2 separate regions of the Gossypium arboreum genome follow, and region 1 is linked to region 2. A link is a contact called in public Hi-C data. All regions are on one chromosome and are shown on one strand. Each heading gives the region's core, a stretch centred on a gene start, on an enhancer-like site or on the middle of the called end of the contact. The rest is flanking DNA. Distances are from core to core; before and after follow the strand shown.

The links. A called contact is a pair of places that touch in the nucleus more often than the background predicts.
Region 1: a Hi-C map of leaf shows a contact between it and region 2, with 1.7 times the contacts expected there. The contact joins the enhancer-like site here to the promoter of LOC108477116 in region 2. A contact is called at or near these places in 3 of 5 Hi-C or Micro-C datasets (all in leaf).

What each region holds. Positions count from the first base shown.
Region 1 is chr4:9,176,886-9,181,569 of ASM2569848v2, reverse strand. No RefSeq gene overlaps it. Among protein-coding and RNA genes, the nearest start is that of LOC108478998, 10 kb to the left of the region's middle. Within about 2 kb of position 3,144, at least 1 of the 2 cell types and tissues checked has an H3K27ac peak or open chromatin away from gene starts, as enhancers often do. A contact at or near this core is called in leaf, where this site is marked.
Region 2 is chr4:9,091,254-9,096,039 of ASM2569848v2, reverse strand. LOC108477116 (transcription factor MYB16) reads left to right here and starts at 2,862. Exons shown (of 3, transcript XM_017779572.2): 1 at 2,862-3,271; 2 at 3,381-3,510; 3 at 4,074-4,786. The coding sequence starts at 3,139.

The DNA.
Region 1 (4,684 bases), core at 1,895-4,394, 85 kb before region 2:
CTTCTACCAATACAAGTATTTAAAACAGGGCCTTCCCATTTTTTAACTTATTTTAAAGCCTCGGAGACTCGAATTTGGTCTCGATCATCCCCAAACACCTAGAACTTGTTTGAAAATATTTTAAAAGCGATTTAATTAACTTGAAACTAATTTGGATCAATAAGAATGATTGTAAATTATGGTAGTAATAGAACATTGCATTGATGTTGAATAGGAACTAATATTAGTTGTTTTTAATTGATATTCTTAAACTTGTTTTTAAGTAGTTTTAAGATATTTGGTCACTTTAACTTGTTATATTTGAAATGAATAACGTAAATAATATGATAAACGTGTGAAGCTTGAGTTTTTATTAAAAGAAGAGCTAGTTCAAGTTGCTTCGGCAACGAATGTGATGTTTCGTATTAGGGCCTAACAATCAGGTTGGGTGTGGGGTGCTACAGTTGTAGTCAATTTGAAATAGCCCATAATTTGGAGGTAGTAAGTTCAATATGAATTGCACTAGAAAAGAGTCATCCACCATCATCCTTAAGGCCTTTAACATTGTTGTAATATTAGTCGGCTTGATGACATGTTCTTGTATTTCCTTCGACCCATCATACTTTATGGTTGTGCGTTGTGCCATTAAAGTACCAGCAGTGACTTATTTGTAGAATGAAAATGTTCTTCTAGAAACATAAGAAAATTCTTTCTTGCTTTTAGTTTGTGAAATTGTGGTCTTAATGTTGATGGTAATAGTCATTTGCTAAAACACGAGTTCAATCTATTTGATCATTCCCATTATTTATGGTATAACATCTCTTCCTCATTGTTTGAGGCAGTAATAGTAGCATGTTTATCTTTTAATAGTGTCAAGTCAAGATCCTGAACACCTAAATGAGACTTAATTTGTTCACTCCATTCAGAGAAGTTTAACATATTAAATAATGTAACAGTTGATCATTCCATTCAGAGAAGTATAACACATTAAATAATGTAACAGTTGAAGCTTGTGAATGAAGACAAATAGTTGCAAAATAATATATAAAAGCAAAACAATTCTGAAATGCTTAAATATAATTACTTTATGAATTCAAACAAACAATCCAAGTATATTCTAATTCTCCTTTGGGTAGATACTAGAATATACTATCATAAATGAATGTTAATAACCTTAATGGACAATTAAATAATTTTCATCAAATATACACATTTTCTTTGTACATTGAAATATATATATAATAAAAACATTAATTGACACCATAATTTTCAGTATTCATAGAATAAATAATTTATCTTTGGATAAATTTGGAAGCTCTAATGAATAGTGAAAGTCAACTATCCAATTTTTTCATCATTAGCATTTAGTTTATTCATTACATGGATATTGACAATTTTAATTTACATTCACTTTTAATTTGTTTTCATATTTATTTAAATTAAATTAAATCAATCAAATTTATGAATTTATGGAATAAATATAACATCACATTTATTTATTTAAATTATAAACTTTTATCTATTTCATATTGCAATAATACTTTTGGATTTTTATGGATATATAAATTTATATTTTATTTTTAAAATCACTTTAATATTATATATTCAAATGAAAGAAACAATTTATGTTATTGCATATGATTTTATAAAATTTTAAGCAAAACATTTTAATTTTAAAAAATATCTTAATATATTTTAATTAATCCACATGATCAGTTCAGGCGTTATGGGTAAAAACCTAATATATATGTGGGTGGGTGTGCCTGTACGCACATGTTTTCTTCCACAATACATGCTTTGTATATGCATGATTATATTTAAAAATACATGTAAGATAAATTTAGAATAATTTTAGTGTGAATTAAAATTAAAATTAAAATTAAAATTACTAATTGAAAATAATTATTTAATATTCAATGCAAATATTTCTTAATAATGTAGTTTATTGTGAAGCTATCTTTTATTTAATAAGAATAATTTCATTAATTATCATTACGTTATTGAAAAAGTGTTTATTGAATGATAATATAATTTTTTCAGGATTTTAGTCAATACTTTTTAATATATATTAAAAGTTTGTAAAATAACTTTTCCAATAATCACATTATGAAAAATTACATTATATTAAAATCATAACATATAAAAGCAACAAGTATCCCTTAGTTAATTTTTAAAATTGATTATTTTAATCAATTAAGTTAAATTATTTTATATTCAATTCAAATATCAATAGGCTCAAGTTAATTTTATTTTAACCATTAAATTTCAATGAACTAATCTTACTTCATTTGTTTTTTGTTTTTTACTTCAAATTAGTCGAATCTTGTATGCTCTTAGAATTCTTCTATTTAGGAGTGAATAAAACTTGAATCGACTCAAAAAAAATTAAAAAAAATTAAATTTTGAATTATTCAATTTTTTAAGTCAATTCAAATAAATGAATCAATCTTTTAAATTTGAATCAAGTTTAATTATTACAACTCGAATATCCGTAGAATCAATTAAACAAAACCATGTGATTTTGGAGTAAAGGCATAATTTCAAAATTTTAAGCCCAGCCACATCTTCCGACGTCATTTTATCCTCTCTTAAATTGAAAAAAAAAGAAAAGAAAAGAAGGTAAGGCTGTTTTAAATTTTACTTCCTTTCTACAAGAAACCCCATCCTGTCTTTGCGTCATTCCTCCTTGATATGTTTTTCTGATTGTGATGGGTATTATTGTATATACCGGATTACTTGTACATGTTTTTTTAATCAGTGGAATGATGATCTATTTGATAGCCTAAAATATCATATTCCACTATACACTTCTAAAAATTTTATTTAATTTAATTTTGATTTTGTTTCTTGTATCAATTATTTGATTATGTTTTATTTATGTAGAAAATTTTTATTGATTAATTATATATATTTAATCTAATATTTTTATTAATTATATTTTTAAATTTAACTCGAATAAATATATTTAATTCGACTTGACTCAAATTTCATATAACTTAACTCAATTCAAATTAAATTTTGTTAAAATATAATTTATTAACTTGACTAACTTAAATTTCTTTTACTCAAATTCGACTTGAATCGATTGGATGATTACCCTATTTCTATTAATTTCTTGTATGCGTTTAGTACCAAACCAGGCCTACCCAGTTTCAATGTTGGGCTTTAAATAGGGATTGAAGTATAACTATTAGGCTTGCCAAATATTTTAGTCCAATTCTTCATTAATTTCGAAATTAGAGCCTGTTCCAAATAGTTTATTTATTTTAAAAATTTTAAGTTTTTTTTAAATTTTCATGTACACTTTTATTCTGTTATAAATATTAAAATTATACATGGATTTTGATTTTGTATAATTTTATACATGAAATTTTGATTTGATCAAATTCTTGTAAATTATTAACACAATTATTTATATAATATCATTTTATATTTATATATTGCATATATAAATAATTATATTATCAATATAAAAATAAATTGATGTATTTATTTCTTTAAATGTGATTAAATCAAAATTAAAGTTTCAAGTATACATTTGAACTATAATTAGAATTTCATGTGTATAATTGCACCAAATTAAAGTTCACGTATACAATTACGCATTAAATCAAAGTTCTTATATACTTTTGAAATTTATCCCATTTTATTTTTTATATAATATATATAGGTTTTTCTATATTTTAGAACTTTTAATTGAAAACATGAAAAAATATATATTTAAATTTTTATGTATTTTTAAATTGTAATAGTGAAATTGATAAAATTGTAAAGTCAAAATCTAAAAAAAAAAACTAATTTTTTCTTTTATAAATGCCACATTACCAACACTAATGGCAAAAACATATAGGAACTCAATGTCTTCGAAATTAATATGAGAATTAATAAGAACTTTTAATATATTTAAACCTTTGAATATTCTATAATAAAAGAAGTATATGTTAATGTTTATTAAATATATATATTGTAAGGCCCAATTTTTGTCCGGCCTTATACTAAAAATCACTAAAACTCGAGGCCCAATTAAATAAACACTAAAACTCGAGGCCCAATACACCCAAAATTATCTCAGCATCACTAGAAGCTTCTGGAACGTGCCAGAATAGGCCAGAGAGTTAGGGCTCCCACGAGTGGCTCCTCGCATGGCCTCCTTCGCACGTCTCCCCGCTCCTCTGTACAACCGAGCCTGCAAAAGAACACACCAGAATTCATAGCAGAATTCATAGCAGATGACAGTAGGAAAATAGGATTTTTTTTATTTTTATTTTTATTTATTTTGTAAATCTGGCTATAAAAGCCATTGATGTACCTGCAAAATTTTTACGCACACTGTACGCATACACACATACAATACACGCATACATCAATTTCCTTCTGGATTACTACAACCGGTGAAAATTCCATTGTGGAAGTGGGAGAGAGTCACTATGGGCTTTGTGAGTGGGCTACCTTTGACACCCACTAAGAAAGATTCTGTGTGGGTAGTGGTGGATAGGTTAACAAAATCTACCCATTTCATACCAGTTCGTACTGATTACTCCCTGCAAAAGTTGGCTAGGTTGTATGTGGCAGAGATAGTGCGACTACATGGAGTGCCAGTGTCGATTATTTCCGACCGAGACCTTAGGTTTACATCTCGGTTCTGGAAGAAGTTGCAGGAGGCATGGGGTACACGTTTGGATTTCAGTACTGCCTTTCACCCATA
Region 2 (4,786 bases), core at 1,613-4,112:
TTAATCTTTTCAAAATTCATTTTCAAAAACCCAACCAAAATCTCTTTACATCTAACTCTTTATGAATTTTTCAGTTGTTGGATCTAAATAGGATAGTCCTTCTACAGTCCCTCTAAAAACATAAATTAAAAAACATTTTTATTTATTACATAACTCAATGAAAACTTTGACTCATTTATTTGGGGTGACAATATATTATCTTAAACTATACACATTTTCTATATCGGTACCTCAAACGTTTTATTTTGATATTTAAATAATTCTTTTATTATTAAACTTAGTTAAAAAGTTAATTGTATTAAAAATACAAGTAATACATTTAACCAATGAAAACATGCCACATGTTTGCCTTTCTCCATGTCACTGTTGATGTGTCCATTGACTGCTAAAGTGGCCATTTGATCAACTATTGACTAGCATTGACCAAGTTTTTATCGACCATTGTTTTTTTTAATTTTTTCCTAATATTTTTAATTTAAATCATCTTTAGAAATTAAATATATATTTTATTTTCTTTCATTTTAAATATATATTTGTTAAAAATATATTTTTTGTAATTTCTAAAATTTAACTATTTAAAAAAAATTAATACATATTTTTTAAATTTTAGAAAATTTCCTTTTATTTTTAAAATCATGTAAATTTTATTTAATGTTTTATATATGATAAAAGATTGATTTTTTGAATTTAATAAAATTATAATTAATATATCATAAAAATTTAAAATTTTGAATTTTATATATTTTCAATGTATGTCACGTCATTAATTATCATATGTAAAAGAACATCGTGTAGTGTGTTGTTATTGGTTGAGTGTAAACTTTTTTTCTCAACGTTAAATTTTTAATTAAAATTAATAATGAAAAATCATTTAAATATGAGAATAAAAATAAGTTAAATAGAAAAATGAGAAAAAGTGAAATTATGAACAAAGGGGGAATCAAGTTTTGGTTTGTTGAAAGGGTAATGGGCAGTCAGCTGAAATTTTGAGAAAGCATGGGTTTACTCTAAATTTTGGTATAGCAATGAGGTTGGTCCAATATAAAGACCTTATAGTCTCCAAAACAGTTAAAATCTATACTTTCTTTACCAAGTAGGGTTCTAAAGCTTCAAAACTTGAGGTCTAAGTTAAAAGTTTCATAACAGTCAATATTCTTTTATGCATTTATATTTACAATGCAAATTTATTAAATGATAAGGAGTGTAGAATCCTAGTTACCACTATGTGGCCCAGAAAATTATTATTATTATTTTAAAAACATTAGTATTCATTAATAATAATAATTATATTTGAAAATATATATACTATTAAAATAGTAAAATTGTATTTTTATTATCGTAAAATATACAATTTAATTTCGCCCCTAAATGTTTTTCAATAATTATTTTTTTGAACAATCTCATTATATGTTTTGATCATATTTGCTCTTAGGGGCGTAGCCAGGGGTTGACAAAGGCCCCAACTCCCCCTAAAATGAAAAAAATTTCCATTTAAATCCTTCAATTTTTTTTAAATTTTAAATTAATAAAAGTAAAAATGCACTTTGACCACCTTAAAAATGATAAAAAATTGATTTAATCCTTTAAAAATTATAAGTATATAGGCTAGTCAAATTAAAATTTAATTTCGACCCCCTAAAAAAAATTTCTGCCTTCGCCCTTGTCTGCTTTTTTTGACACAATGGTTAAAACTACTTATAACTCCTCCCCAACCCATAAATAGAAAGATAATGTTTTGAGGAAGATAATGCACTTCAACGCATTTAAACTCATGTCCTCTTGCATTGACAACATTACTCATGTCAATCAAATTAAGACTCAATCAGCTAAATACAACATCTATTACACATAGTTTTAATGTTCAAACTTTTTCATGTTTTTTAGAATGATTTTTGGTTTTTATGCCATATAAAATCATGCATAGAACAAGATTTTCTCCTTCTTGTGTCTAACATTGTATGTTTTTACCATAAATTATATTTCATTTTATTTAACAAAACTTCTCCTAAAATAAATCTAAAAGCACTTGAAACTACAATATTCTTTATTCTATTTCTAATTAATTATTTTTGGCCAATATTTTTAATTAATTAAAACTCACCTTCACAAGCTAATTAATACAGCTTTTAGAGGGAAAAAAAAGGGAATCTTTATTCTAGTTCTATTTAATTAAAATTCAACTTTATAAGCTAATTAATACAGCTTTAAAAAGAGTTCAAAACTTATAATAAGAAAAGTCACCATCATCATGAGTAGTATATAGTGAAATAATATGAGAAACTTTAAATTTGGGATCTGGCCCCATATCATTTACTAACTCTTTTGCTTTGTTAATTGTAAGGACCAAAAAATCCTTTCATAATTTGTTTGGGGGTTTGAGGTTTTTTTGGGGGGAATGCTACACATGATGAAAAGTAAGATAAAAATTAAAATCACAACATGATATAACCGAAAAAAAAAAAATACAACATGAATATATAAATTATCAACTATTTTACCATACATGGGACATATTTTGGATACCCCATGGGTTAAGTAAAGGTATATAATGAAGTAGTAATGCTATAGATAAAGGAGGGTTGTAAAAACTTTTAATAAATAGACATCTAGTGCTGATAAAGTTTTAGGTTAATGCTAAAGAAGAGAATATAGTGAAGATGTAATTTCAAAAAAATATTTGGTAAAAGTGTAGATTTTGAGTTTTGAGTATTTAAGTTTGAAATTTATTAGGCGTAAATATATTAATTAATTTTCGAGCCCATAATGTATTATTTAATATTTTAAATATTAGTATTTTGATATATGCAAATATTCTATTTCCAGACTATACAACCTCCATTGTAACAAAAAACGGTCGGTTTTAATTTCATCTATCATGTGACTTTAGCATATACTCTGATGAAAAATTAATTTCTCTCTATCCCATTAATTTCGCTGACCTTTCTTCTCTGCCCCCCATCTCTTCATTTACAAACACAGACTTCCTTCCCTTTCTCACTGTCACTCCCTTCTCTTCATTACTTTTAATTCTTTCATCAAACATTATCTCTTTGTTTTCAAAGTGTTATATAAAGAGTGAACTCAACTGCCTTGTTCCTTTGCTGCTTCAGTTTTTCACTATACACCACTATACCCAATATGGGGAGATCACCTTGCTGTGACAAAGTAGGGTTGAAGAAAGGACCTTGGACACCTGAAGAAGACCAGAAACTCTTGGCTTACATTGAAGAACATGGTCGTGGAAGCTGGCGTTCCTTGCCCGCCAAAGCCGGTGACTAAGCCCTAACCCTAATTCCTTCTTGCTTTACTTATAGTACAAGTTATTCTTCAGTTCTCAGCTCATTCTTTTACTTGTTTTGGGTCTCATTGTTTTTTTTAAGGTCTTCAAAGATGTGGGAAAAGTTGCAGGCTCAGATGGACTAATTATCTAAGGCCTGATATTAAGAGAGGAAAATTTAGTTTGCAAGAAGAGCAAACTATCATCCAACTTCATGCCCTTTTAGGGAACAGGTAATAGTAGTTCATTCTTTATTTAAAAAAGAAAAAAAAAAGCTTTTTTTTTTCTCATGATTTTTTAGTATCTTTCTGATCTTGGGTTTTCAATTTCTCAACACTAAGATTTTAATTTCCAAATTTTGTTATGAAATCTAAGCTCAAACTTCTTGAACTCAAATGACAATTTTTTTTGGGGGATTTAGTGGAAACATATAAATACTCTCAAATCTGAACGGCTAGTCTACTCTATTTATCACCTATATAATCTTTTCTTCTTTGTTTTAGTTTCGATCCTACAGATATTAAATTAAAATTGTGCAGTGTCTTCTATTTTTGCAATAAGTTACTGTCTCTTCTGACATCTGATTTTAATGGAATGCTAACTTTAAATGCAAAAATGGGTCTTCAATTCTTCATTAAAATGCAATAGCAAATCAGTTTTTTAACATTTTTTGTCTATTTTATATATATATATATATTTTTGTCTTTAGATGAGTAATAGATTGAGAAAATTCTAGTGTTTTGTGTAAAGGTTACTGTCTCTATTATGTTTTTGCTTGTCCTTTTTTTGTCTTCAGGTGGTCTGCGATTGCCACTCACTTGCCAAAAAGAACAGATAATGAGATAAAAAATTACTGGAACACTCATCTTAAGAAAAGGTTAGCTAAAATGGGGATCGATCCCATCACTCACAAACCCAAAAACGATGCTTTACTCTCCACTACTGATGGTCAATCCAAGAATGCAGCCAACCTTAGCCATATGGCTCAATGGGAGAGTGCTAGACTCGAAGCTGAAGCTCGACTGGTTCGAGAATCAAAGATCCGTTCACATTCAGTTCAACATCATCACCACTTCAATCCCCCTGCTTTTACCCTTGAGTCTCCTACATCCACTCTTTCTGTCTCAGAAAATGCACCACCAATCATTACAGGGCTCGGTGTGAGTCCGATGCCGATGATCGAGTTCGTCGGCACCACCTCGGGTTCCTCCGAGACGGCGGGGATCGTTAAAGAAGAAGGTGAACAAGAGTGGAAAGAGCTTGGAAGTTCAAGCAATTTGGCTGATTACAAAGAGGGTATGGGGAATTCTTTGTCATCATTCACATCTAGTCTTCAGGATATGACAATTTCTATTGAAGGAGGATGGACTCCAGAGTCTTTGAGGCCAAACAACATTAATGTTAATAATGTTGGGAATATAATGGAGGAAGGTTTCACTAATCTTCTTCTTAATGATTCCGTCGACCGGAGTTTATCGGATAGCGGCAAAGAATCTGACGAAAACAGCG